Linked DNA regions of Canis lupus: region 2 is linked to region 1. The links are chromatin contacts, called in public Hi-C maps. All regions are on one chromosome and are shown on one strand. The core of a region is the stretch at or near the end of the contact, and the rest is flanking DNA. Distances in the headings are between cores, read along the strand shown.

The links. Hi-C and Micro-C count contacts between places; a contact is called where the count stands out from the background.
Region 2: a contact with region 1 is called in a Hi-C map of blood, with 1.7 times the contacts expected there. The contact joins two enhancer-like sites. A contact is called at or near these places in 2 of 9 Hi-C or Micro-C datasets (both in blood).

The regions. Positions count from the first base shown.
Region 1 is chr3:9,893,014-9,899,777 of UU_Cfam_GSD_1.0, reverse strand. No RefSeq gene overlaps it. Among named protein-coding and RNA genes, the nearest start is that of FAM174A, 130 kb to the left of the region's middle. Within about 2 kb of position 3,242, at least 2 of the 20 cell types and tissues checked have an H3K27ac peak or open chromatin away from gene starts, as enhancers often do. A contact at or near this core is called in blood, where this site is marked.
Region 2 is chr3:9,969,290-9,976,053 of UU_Cfam_GSD_1.0, reverse strand. No RefSeq gene overlaps it. Among named protein-coding and RNA genes, the nearest start is that of FAM174A, 50 kb to the left of the region's middle. Within about 2 kb of position 3,278, at least 7 of the 20 cell types and tissues checked have an H3K27ac peak or open chromatin away from gene starts, as enhancers often do. A contact at or near this core is called in blood, where this site is marked.

The DNA.
Region 1 (6,764 bases), core at 1,993-4,492:
GGATCTCAGCAGTTCACCTAGAGACAATATTAGTCCAATGAAGTAGTTTTATGGCATTTGGATAAGTTGTGCATAACAAATTATAATTCATTTTTATTTCTGAGTGTGATATCAGATACTGATGTTCCTGATGCTAAAGGTCAGAAGCCATGGTAACTAGGAAACCTAATATACTTTTAGCTTTAATCAAAAAATTATGTCTTCTGTTTGTAGCCAGTGTAAGTGGGGACTCTTAAAGTTGGAAGTTCAAAAAATAGATTCTCAAACTGTCTTAAGCACAGAGGAGATATAGTGCTATACATAATATAAAAGTCCAAAGAAAAAAAATCGAGTTTCTGCTGAAGATGTAGTCTGGGACCATTGACAGTATGAGGGTGCACAGGTGCTTTTTAGGAAGCCGTTTTGTATTCTGAAGAGTCAGAAATTCCCAACTCCTATTATTTTCCAGTTCCATACAGTGAAACCAAAGAATCTGTGGATAGAACTGGAAACGTCCCCTGTGAGGGCAGACCACCAGAAGCTCTAGTTCTATTTACTGTGCCTTGAGAAGGTCCCTAGGATCTAGGGGATCCAGAGCCATTCCACAGTTTAAGTCTTAGAAGCTTCTCTCTGGTTTTGCCCCTTTTGTGGAAGTAGCATAACGTTGGCATAAGTCACTCTAAGAAGGAAGATACCATAAGAAAGGTAAAAAAAAACATAATAATAATAAAATAAAAAGGTCCCTAGGACTAAGATAAGGAATATATTTTTCATGTAACTCTGGGTCAGTATTGGTAAACAAAAGAAAAAATATATGGTTTTACAGATATTCTTCTTGCAGGAATATCTAACAGTAGGGCATAGTGACCATATATCAGGGAACTGAGATATTATATGAATAATGTTTTTAATGCAGAAAAAATATGAAGGGTGTGGAATTCACTCCTAATGACTCTAAAATTTTCTGCTGAAGGAGCACACAAAGGCAGCTATAGGCTGAGAGAAGAGTCCCCAACAGCCAATTACCTACCAATTATGACACTATAGCAGCTAGGAGCTTGGCAGCTAGACATATCATGAGAATAGTTTTGAAACTTCCCATGGTGTCTGAGAGAATCAGCCTGGAGAAATGCATTAAGAAACAAAATTGTAGGCCTACTTCTTTTCTACATCTAAAATCCTACAGGTTAATTTATTATGCTAATTGATCAAGTGTTGATGAGTCTTACAGAAATGAAAATTTAAGAAAGTAGGCAACTAATAAAATTCCCTTGACAATACTAATTCAGAGATATGAGAAGATATTTTAAATCCAATATTTTGAATCCAACAGCTGCTGATTATTTTTTTCTTTCATTAAAAATTCAAAAAAAATCATATTTTTTTCCTCTCGAGTAGTTTTATTTTGAACACCATATTACTTCAGACTAAATATGCTATCTGAGCTCAAGATGGACAGTATTTTCAACTCTGTAGGAAGTCATGGTTGCCAAGAAAAGATTTCAAACTGGCAGGTCAATTAGGAGTACAGAACCCCTGCTTCTAGGCAAATTTCCATGCTGACTCAGAGCAGCATGTCAATGGCTCTTCTCTGCTGGCAAGGTATATGACCTTACCAAATTTACATTTTCTTTTCAGAAAAAAAAGAGTATTCAAAAATTTTATAAGTCATTTTCAGAATGTAATTGTGGCTTCAAGGATCACAATAGTACTAAAATATAAAAACTGGATTAAATTCTTAAATTCAATAATAATTACTTAGAAGTCTCTTCACAATTAGTTTCAACTACGGGTATTTTAGAAAGATTTTGTAGATTAGAAATATAGTATACTTGCTCAACAGTAACTGGGAAAGCTGATTAACCATCCTGTTTATGTTTGAAATAGTCATTTCACCTTTCTCTAATTTAATCAGTGAGAAAAATCAATATGCATTTAAGTAAGAGTCACGTATCCTTAGCCCACAATCATCTTCAGCCTAGAGTTGTTGATGTCTAGCTTGTAATAGCAGTAGAGTAGTATATCTTGGTAGGGGAGAGAAGGGCTGCATTTTTTTTATTTTTCAAAAATTTGGTAGGCAATTTAAAGAATACATATTTTGAGAAAAAGATTTACTAAGTGAGTAGATCTCATTTTAAGAAATTGTTCCTGGACCTGTTAGGTAAAATTTTAAGGTAAATTTAAACATAACAGGAATGTATTTTTTTTTCTTTCAAAGAACCCCCTATTGTGAATTATTTGGTTAAACAAAGAACCTTTAGTAATATGTTCTTCAGTTTGCTTCTATTATTCATATTGCTCATGTGGAACAGAAACTTACTTGAAATACCCGTGTAAGGAGTGGATAGTTCTGAAAAAAAGAGGAGAGAGGCAATAGCAGGGATTTCAAAAAAAGAAGTGTCGTTGTTCTCATAGAGACTGGAACCAACAACCTTCAAGAATGGGGCTACTGGCTGCCTATGTGGCTGCTCTTTATGCCCCTTTCTTCTGTGTTTTTGTCTTTCCTCTTGTACTTTCTGATCTGTCATGAAAGTCCTTTCCAATTTACATGAACTCTGACTCATAGCTTCTTATTACTCACAACTTTGGCTTCCCATGAGACCTCAGGGCTCCAGCTCTTCTTTTGTATCCTTTCATTCTCAGCTCCAACAATAAACTGTGTATGTCAAGTCAAGGTAAAGTCTGGTTGACTCTCTTCATCTTTTATAGCTTACAGATTTGCAGCTTTAGGGCAAGAAGCCCACCCTAAGAGCAGTCAACTCACAGGACATGTTACATATATGTGATATAAAGCAGATCTATTTAAGGGCTTTATTTTCAGCATATTCTGAGTGTGGTAAAGATGACCTAAAAAAGGAACTCCGTGGGAGATAGTCAGAGGCTTGGCTTGCCTGGTGAAATTTTTATAATTCTCTTAGCTTTGTTTCCATTTTTCATAAAATATGGATTTTTAAGTGTGTGTGTGTGAGAGAGAGAGAGAAAGTTGACATTGTGGTTACCTCTAAAGCTTCTACTCCCCTTCACTCACTCTAATGAAGTCAGTTATGTGATTTGAATGGCTTTGATCTCATCCTCATTTCCAGTGGTAGACCTATTCCAAACCATTCAGCCCAACCACTTGTTAATAGTAATTGATAATCTGAGACCTAAGACATTTAGTATTTCAATTTTCTTGAGTAAGGGAATATCCTAATTGAATCAATCAAAATAAAGCCTGTATTATATAATCTTCAGGAAGTGTGAGGTTCTCACTCTTCCTGCTTGGTGTATGAGTGATGAAGCATGTGGTGTCTGAAGTTTGATCACAGAATAGGCAATCAGTTACTGCGCGGTGAGTCAATCTTATGATGGAACACATACCACTTAAGTTTGAGCTTCTGAATTAAGCCTCACAGCATATTTCTTTGAATGTTTCAGTTCCATGAGCTGATATATTTCCTTTATCATTTCACTGTTTGAGTTTAATCACAGCATGTTAGAGACAGGGAAACTGAGGCCTAGACAGGTAGCTCAGCTCAACTGACCCTCATTAAAGTGTGAATTAGTGGCACTGTTAAAATTCAGATCTATACCCCCAAGTTCTACTTTCCCTCTACCCCATGATAATGTCCTTCTTCTGTAACACCTGATATGTATTAGTCTTAATTTCTTTTAAGAAATATTCCTTTTCATTCATGTTGCCTGGTGAATTTTTAAACGCATTTGTGAACTGTTAACTATGCAGACATGTTTCAAATTTCTGAGTGGTGGGCCCAAGTCACTAGATGTTTGTTTCCTGAAAAGTATGTGGCTGTCTTGTGTCACAGAGACCTCTAACACAGCAGTAATGATATTACCTTATAAAATTAAAATTCTTCATAAGACTGCTTTATAAAAGGATAACATCTTCACTAAATAAATAACTGTATAAACAGAAGTTTGTGAAGATGTCCATTTTATAGGATTTCTCTCTAAAATGGAAGCACCTATATTTATTAATATCTTAGCCATTGTTAAGAAGGACATGTTAGGACATGAAGATTGGTTTCTTACATAAGAGAGATTCAACTTTTTTATTTTTCTAAATACAGTCTTGACTACAGAAAAAGAATATTGAAATTTTATGAACAGATTGCCTTATGCTACATTTTAAGGAGTAGTATAAAACACTCTATAAATGTTGTCTATCTATCTTCTTATCTCTCTGAAACACTTAGAGTGAGCTCATGGTGTGCTGAAAGATTGGAATCTCAGATTATAGCTTAGTAAATATTGCAAAATCCATTTCAAATAGTTGAGTAGGTTTTCATAGTTCAGTGAAGTGTGAGGCAAAAAAAAAAAAATGGAATATATAGGAAGAGTTGTTTAGTTAGTCAGTAGGAGAATTTAAGAACTTGCCATTTTTAGCCTGCATAATTATAGATTATAATTCAAAAAAAAAATAAATGGAAACTAAATAAGGACAATGACAAACCTGATTTTCAGTTGGAGCAATTCATATAATTATTCAAATGTAGAATAATAATGCCAAACTCTATTAAAATCTTGACATAAAGTATTGAGAAACACAAAGAATCAAGTTTGATAGTGTAAACTCTTTTGAATTACATATAAATTAGAAAATCAAGTGACTCGCATAACAGGTGGATAATGGTATTAGTAATTATATCACAATAGACAAGAATCATAAAAGTTGACTCAGTATAGGCTTGTCTAAAACATTATAATCTTTCTGTAGGAATGATGAAAGCAGTCTAATATCACATGACACTATTTCATAGTAAAGACCAGACATAAACATTCAGCATGTTAACCTCAGCTCATAAACAAGGGTTGTCATGGCCACTAGGACAGTGAAAGGTGGGACATAGTTTGAAGAAGAAGGAATCAAATATGGGCTCACCAAAGGAGAACCAGAAACCTTAACATTTTACTAGGTCTTGATCATCAAAGGGAAATACTGTGAAGAGGTGTGGAGAAATCTGGAATGTACACCACAGCGCCTCTTGCTGAGGTAACATAGTGTTTGGCTCTGAGGAGCTTGGAGAAACGTAACTGGATGGAGACTGAGCTCTGGTGCTTCCTCTCCATGACCTCTATGAGTCCAAGTTTCTCTCACTTGGAGCCCTCAGCCCCCCCATTTATAAGGCTTTGCTGCCAGCATTTAATACTTTCATCTTCAAGGCTTTTAAAGGCATACTTAAAACAATTAAGACTTGTAAAATGGCCATTTCTATTTAAACTCAGAGGAGAACTAAATAAAAAGACTTTTTCTCCTGCAGAAGCATGTTCTGTTCTAACTACTTTAATGCCTTTCTTGTACCACCCAATAGATGGAATTCTCCCTAACCCATCATAGAAAGATTTCTATAGAAAGAGAGTGGGGAACAATGATGGCACCCTCATTAACAAACTCTTGTCTTTAATATGCTGCCTCAAAGGCAGATTCACCGTGAAGTTATTGGTATCCAAGTTTCATATCCCTAGCTTAGATGAGTCCCTTCTGACACCCTAGATGGAGCAATGTGTTCACATGACACATGGTGTGTATTTGTAAAAATACTATACTTTGTTTCATTTATATTGAACACCTCCACAATATCTAGAACTATCCCTTACTGCTGCTCTGATATGCTAAGAAAACCTGACTTTTTGTATTTTATATATCTGATCTAATCTTACCCAGTCATTGGGTAACAGGTTTTTGGCTTTGTCGTTATTGCTGTTGTTTTGGTTTTTTAAGTTGTTAAACTGCAGTATCACAGTACAGAAAGTATTTTCATCTCCTTTTCATGTAACTTTGTTGCTCTTGTCTCTTTTGAGTATATGTTCAGTTTTCAGTGTTATGGTCCCAACTTCAACACTTCTCCACTCTTAGATGGAAACCCTTCTTCTCCCCAACATATCTGGGGTAACGTACTTGACTTTGTTGTATGTTGTAGGGGAAAGAGAACACAAACTCTGTGTGCTATCTTTTCAGTCTGTTGGCTTCCATTTCGTTGTTTTAGCTGGTCTAGAGCTAGAGAGCATATAAATTGTTCTTTGATGTTTGTTGTTGTTGTTGGTTTGTTGTTGTTGTTTTTTAACCCAGTCAGCGCCTCATAGTTCTTTGTTTTTTGTTTGTTTGCTTTTCTGTGTCAAGTTTTTATTTACTTCTAGTTAGTTAACATATTAGTTTCAGGCGTAGAATGTAGTGATTCTTCACTTACACATAATACCCAGTGCTCATCATAACAAGTGCCCTCCTGCATACTCATCACCCACCTAGCCCATCTCCCAGCCTCCTCCCTCCATTTGTTCTCTATAGTTAAGAGTCTTTTGAGGTTTGCCTCCCACTCTTTTTTTCTTCCCCTCTATTTATCTGTTTTGTTTCTTAAATTCCATATGTTAGTGATCTCCTATGGTATTTGCCTTTCTTTGATTGGCTTATTTTGCTTAGCATAATACATGCTAACTGTATCTATGTCATTGCAAATGGCAAAATTTCATTCTTTTTGATGGCACATCTCCCACATCTCCTTTATCCATTCATCAGTTGATGGCATTTGGGCTCTTTCTAAAATTTGGCTATTGTTGATAATGCTGCTATAAACATCGGGGTGCATGTGCCCCCTTCAAATCAGTATTTTTATATCCTTTGGGTAAATACCTAATACTGCAATCGCTGGTTCTTGTTTAATATATTATCAGTGCTGCAGAGCTTGGTGTGTGTAAGCAACATTATCTATATGATCCTTATACAGACTTTTTTACCCCAGCTTCTGTAGCTTGCTTGCACCTTGCTATATGATTGCATAATGGGTCTT
Region 2 (6,764 bases), core at 2,029-4,528, 76 kb before region 1:
AAACTTTATTTAAGGCTCTTAAAATAGTGGACCAAATAGAGGCCAAAATAAAATCTAAATTTCACTGAAACGGAGATCAGACAGGCTCTTAAGCCCTAAAGTACTGGAAGGTGTTGGAGAAGTTAAAGGCCATATATGTTTGCTAATTGCTCTATCCAAAGGGAAAAGAAACTTCTCACATTTTTATGATGAGAGTTTTACAACTTGGCCCCACCAAAATTAGGCTTCTACTTTCCCACAAAAACTGGGAGATAGGAGTACTATCTCCCCTGATGTTTACTTACACTTCCAACAGATGGCTCCCAGGTCCCTAAGAAAGACATTCTGGGTTGTGAAGCCATCAGATGTTTTTGGTTTTGTTGTTGCTGTTGTTTAAAAAAAAAAAAAAAAAATTGCATCTCAAAGAGGCAGAAAGAATTTACGATTATGTTTTCTAAAATAAATAGTCAAAAAAGATAAGTAAGCAATCCTGAGTTGGGAAGAAATCTATCATGTTAGTCAAGCTAAGGGGAATGAAATGTTAAGGCCATTTTAGTCAGCAGGTTATTCACAAATGTGTATTTTCTTAAATTTCTCTGACATTTAAGTCCCATATATTTCAACTCTTATGTATACTTCCCATCCCCCATGTGGATGGCCCATAGGATCCTCAAATTCATGATTGTCCTCACACAGACTGGGCTTTCTTCTTTCCCTTTTCTCACTAAAGGATATCAACAGTCATTCAAGTATGCAAGCCAGAAGTCACAGAATCTCTCAGCTCCCATATTCAAACAGCATGTTCACATATACATACAATCAAAGAGAGCATTTGGCAGTACAATTTAATTTTTTTCCAAGTTAAATTTACAGAGTATAAAAAAAAATTATGGGGCATATACTATATGGGCTAGGTTATTAGCATCACAGTTTTCCATTTTTGTTGTAAAATGAACAGAAACATTCTGTGAGAAAATCCTTACTCCGTTACTGGCTACTATCTCAGACAGTGTGTACACTGAATTATAGTTTTCCACCCAGGCACATATCCTAATTAGGCTCTTCAGTTTCCTTAAGAGAATGCTAATTTGAGTCTGGAGCATTACAGTGGAAGATTTTATCAGATCGATCAAAAGCTTACTAGCAAGAAGTTTTTATGAAGATTGGTAGTAGAAATCATTGGCCACCAATTCCTCAATGTTTGAATTTTATTATTGGATTTATTCAGATTGCCAGTAGCTGTAAAACTGCAGTTCATTGTTCTTCATTTTGTAGAATCTCTTTGGACTAACTGGCATTATGCCTTTGTTGAAGAGAGATGTTATAAAATATTTAACTCTGAAGGATAAGGCTATATTTAACTTGTTAACAATGAGTAAGTCACATATGACATCACATCATATCTTTTTTTTTTAACAAGGATATGAGAGATATTTCCTTCAATTCATTATCAGAAATGTTTGGGTTCTCATTGAGCAGCTAGTTTTATATTTATTTGCTTTATGTACTCTTGGCAATTTTGCAATTGTATGACTGACTCTTTGCCCATAAAACTTGAAGCTGAACCATCAGCCCTTGTTTAGCAAAGTAGCTAACGACATTGTTTTGTGTATTTGTTTATTCCTGAGTATCAACTTATTTACATGGCTACATGTGACCAAAAACCCAAGTAGGAGATTCTTTTTTTCTTTTTTTCTTTTTTTTTTTTTTTTTCTATTATCTTGAAGTCAGGAAGTTTGTGGTTGCTAGTGCTTCTTTTATAGCCCAAGGAATTCAGGGTCAAGGTCTCTAAAAATGTCTTGGTATTTCCTTCAGGGTTTCAAGATGATTTTTACAGCTGTACTGTAGGATTCATGCCTTTGATTGCAAAAGGAAAGAAGAAAGGACCAGAAGAAAAATTGTTGGTCCTGATAATGGGTGATTCTTGTTTTCTTTTATTCACATCATTACCTTCTCAAAACTTAGTAGCTTAAAATAATTTAATATCATCACACACGGTTCTGTGTAATGACTAGGCTCAATTAGCTGTTCTTACTTGGGATCTCTCATGTTTGCAGTCAAATTGTGGTTGGGTCTGGAGGCACATTATACTTAACTGAGCTGAATTTCCAAGGTGACACTCATGTGGCTGAGTTGAGGCTGGCTGAAATGCCTAGATGTGACTGTCTTCATAGCACGGCAGCTACATTCTGAGAAAGTGTCTCAAGAGTAAGTGTTAAAAATCAAGACAGTAAGGCTTTTCATGGTCTGGTCTTTGATGTTTGAGAGTATTGCTTCTAGGCACAGTTGGTTAGTCAAGAACATAAGGTGTACTCAGAACAAGGAAAGGAAATTCGAGCCTAGTTTGTCATGTGAGAAGCAGCATAGGCATGACGACAGGGAGTCGATGGTAGCCAGTTTGGGAGACTATTTAGCATAATCTGCTCTTTGGCTACTGATATTCATCTCCCTTCTATATGCAGAGTAGGTTAATATCCCCCAAGTTATGGCCTTATGGTATTGGTGTGAAGTCCAGGATTGATCATTTAAATCAGATTCAATGGGAGATAAGTGTCCCACTTTCTCAGATGCAGTTTCTCAAGCATGATTTCTCTATAATGAAACGTTTTGAACCTTAAAGGAGGCAATTTATCTGCCCAATAAGCTCAGTTATCTGTTCAATAAAGCCAGTATTACACTGGTGATACACATGTATGAAATTTGCAAAAACAAAACAAAACAAAAAACGTATTTTAAAAAGAGATGAGGTCTCACAGGAAACAGATAATACTTGCTCACCCACAGGAAGTCTGAAGTCAGCCTGAGCACACTTCCTTGTGTGGAGCCAAGTCCTGCTCCCTGAGGAGTGAGGCTTTGTGCCAGTTGGTCGGCCCTCTAGGTTTTTGGAGCTGCACTCTAAAACTTCCCCTCTTTTCCTTTAGAATTGGCCTGTGTTTGCTGCCGAGGAGCTCTCAGCCTGCTTTCTGCCTTTAAAGCCTCCCCCCCGCCCCCAGGGGCTCTTTTTTGTTTTGAATTTACCTCTATCACTTTTAGTCCAGTTTTATTAGGGTTCAGTCCAGTAGGGGAAAAAAAAAATCCCACTTTTTTTTTTTTTTTTCCCCAGAAAGACTCCTCTCTGTGGTGGGCTAAGTCTTGATGGTGTGCGATCATGACTTTAAGATTCTTAGGAGCCCTATTTTCTGGTTAAAAAAATCTTTAAACCATTCAATTATATTTGTCTGGTTGAAGGCCTGTCATAAATGCTTCCGAGGTGTCAGGAAAGGGAGCTGCAAATGCACCACTGAAATGAACTTTACCCTCCTGTTACGTGTTACCGGAAATATTCTGAGTTCGCGTTTTGGTCTGATGCCGTTTCTTATTTTGAGAAACTTTTTGCAGGCTTCAAAGACTGGAGATGATAAACACTTCTATTTTTGAGCCGAATAGGTCCTAACTCTTGTTTGTCCTCTAAATTCTATAAAACATTGAATATTGCCTTTTTTTAGCTCATTCTTTCTTTTTCTAGATCTTATCCTCTGCATCTAACAGAAACCAATTGGCACGTTCAGCATTCTGCCTGGAAATTTCCTTAGCCTGATGTATCTGTATTTTCTGCATTACTATAGCATGCTATCACTAAACTTTGTATTACTAAAAGGTTTCCTGTGACCTAGTTTCTGAATTTCCGAATATCACTTCTGCATTCTGTCAAGTCAGTCACTACAGCCATCTCAGATTGACAGAAAGAGGAACTAAACCCCTGCCTCTTGATCTGTGAGCGAACATGCATGTGAAGCAACAGAAGGAGCTTACTGTGGTCATCTTGGGAAATCGTGTACCACATCAGGAAAATAAAATTTTCCAGAAATCCTTAGCATACTTTTCTCATTGGCCAGAATTGTTTCCTAGTTTGGTAGAGGAACAGTTACAGAAACTAGGAATTGTGGGCTTTTTCTTTTTTGTTAATAGAGGATTAAGAAAATGCAGAGAATTAACAGTCGTAGCAGTTTTAAAATCCTGTTGATCAGACGTAGCAAGGGCTTCCTGAACTAGTGGTGGAATGAGCTCAAGCCAGCCAATCTTTTACTCTCTCATCCCATTTTTGTGGTCTCTGACTCTGCCCTCTGAGATGCCACACAGATCTGAATCTTCAGGCTCGTGTACAGTCTTAAAAAATAATCGCATGTGGTTTTGCGTTGTGGGATTGTAGGAATAATTTCATACCTTTTTAGTAGAGCGATGACTTGCAGGAGTTGACAGTCCAGACTACATGTTTGGTCACCATAGTTCTGTCACGACATTAATGGGTTTACATATGTTTCATCCCTATCCTGCAGGTGTAACTATAGCTAAAGATGCTATCTAGTCAAGGTTTTTAACCTTGGATATTGTCTTTATTGACTGGCCATTACCTTCTCTCCCTGCTTTAACTTAATGGTTATTGCCGTGTTGTAATTTAAAATCATATATTTTGGGGAAGGCTAAATCCTTTATTTCATTTTTATTTTTTTATTTTTTTATTTTTTTGCTTTCATACCAGCTGCATTTACCTGTTTATCTACTAGTTTTATCTCTTACGAAGTTTGCTGCTTTGCTGTCTTGCAATGGCTTCAATTTAGGATGTGAACCATGTTTTTATTTTTTAGCCTTCCAAGGCTTCAAAGTACAGGATGCTCTGGCAATACAGATGCCAAACTCTAAGGAGAGAGTGCTGGTCTTATCAAAGTGGTATTTCCTCCTCTCTCTGCTTCCAAGCCGTGTCTGTCTGCCTTTCACCTGGGTTCACCAAGCTCTTGTAGAATTTTCGTAAAGGTAGATAGCCAGTACTAGCCAACATTCTGATCAGTCTCACTCTTTCCAACGATACAGACTTAGTCACTGTATAGTTTGTTTTCAGAGTTCAGATGACTATTTAACCAAATACTTCCCATTGTATATAAAGTGTGACCAGTTTTCTAGTGTCAAGCATCTAAAACCTGAATTTTCATCTCTATCAAGTCAGTCCCACATTTTAGTTCCTGTTACTTATAGCAACCTATTTCTAGTAACAATTACTGAACCAATTGCAGCACTTATGTGCAAGAACAATCCATTTTAAACCATTTAATGAGTAACAGTTGATAAATCCCCAGAAGAGCCAGAGAAAAACTGTTCAAAGGGAAACATCACCTAACATCTAGGACACTAGGAACTAGATGACAAACAGATAGCTGGCCCAGAAAAACATACTTCTGTGATTCTACATGCTGTGATGGCTACATGCTTGAGGGCCCTGCTCAAAGGCTAAGTGGGTTCCAGTGTATTGCCACATTTCTGTTTGATATCGCAAACCAGTCTGGGGACTGCAGTTTTTAGCTTTATAGTCAGTTGTACAGAAAGGCAAACTAAAAACTATGTAATAATGGGTATTGAATAAGCAAATACATAAAATCTGTCACATTTGGTTTTTATTTGTATTTTTCCTTTCCTGTTGAGAGCAACATCAAAATGGCAAATATAACATAAATAGGTTCAGCACTCAGACTTAAGTGGCATCTACACTCCACTAGCTGTGGTCATAGATATTACTTAATTTTTACAAACCTCAGTATGCCTATTCTGAAAAACTGAGATGATATAAGCTCAATGAGATGACTATCTAGGATAGTGCAAATAGTTGTTAGCATAGTGTCTGAATGAAAACATTTCTCACTAAGTAGTAGCTATTGCTATTATATATTGGTTCCACTTTGAAGCAATCTTCTACCTTAGTTTTTTTCTCAATTTGGAATTTTTACAATATTTATTTTCAAAAGGTACTTTAGGGTTTTGAAGTCTACTCTTAGAATGAGATATGGCTTAAATAAATACAAGTAATTCGGAGTATTAAAATATTGAAAAGGTTGCATGAGAATTCAAAACTTTGAAAGCATCTTAGGATTTTTCAGGGAGAGTTATAAAGATCTGTAAAAAGCTTATCATACCTCATATTTCTCTTTGAATTATGGATAATGTTATTAAGTCTTAATATTTAGTTACTAATCACAAAATATTTTAAGCACATATTATGTGCTAGTCACTCTGCCTAAAGGTGAAAAGACTGACAAGATCTTTACTGCATAGTTTATATTCCAGTAAGGGAGACAAACAGTAAACCATTCACAAACAGGTAAAATAATTACTGATTGTGGTAAGTACTATGAAGGAAATAATGTAGTTGCTATGTTAGAAAAGTATTGGTAGGGGCAGGGTAAGCCACTTAACACAGAATTTAAGAAATGCTTCCCAAAGAGGGTACATTTAAACTGAGACCGTGAGGAATGAAGAGACCCAGTATATAAAAAACTAGTGGGAAAGCATTCCAGGGATTTTGCAATCTCAAAATTCCCTAAATGGAAACTAATTTGAGCCATTCGAGAAACTGAGAGAACCAGGTTGCCTAGGGTTTAGTGAGCTCGTGGGAGAGACAAGTACAAAGTTAGAAAGACAACATGGGCCAGATTATGCAGTTACAAAGGCCTGGCAAGAAGTTTGAGTTTTATTATAACCGAAATGCAAATGGGAAGCTATAGAAGGGATTAAAATAGGAAGTGATTTAATCTAATTTGTGTTTAAAAAGATCCCTTTGGCTGTTATACAGAGACTACCCTGGAGTGAGTCCAGAGAAAATTAGAGAAACTAGTTAAGAGGCTCTTGAAATAGGTGGTGTGCAGGTGATAAGAGATGAATGGATCTAAGTAAGTGATATGTAATACAGTTTAGATACACAAAAATTGGAGCTACTGATGGTTTGGGTGAGGGAGATTAAGAAAAGGGGAGAAGTCAAA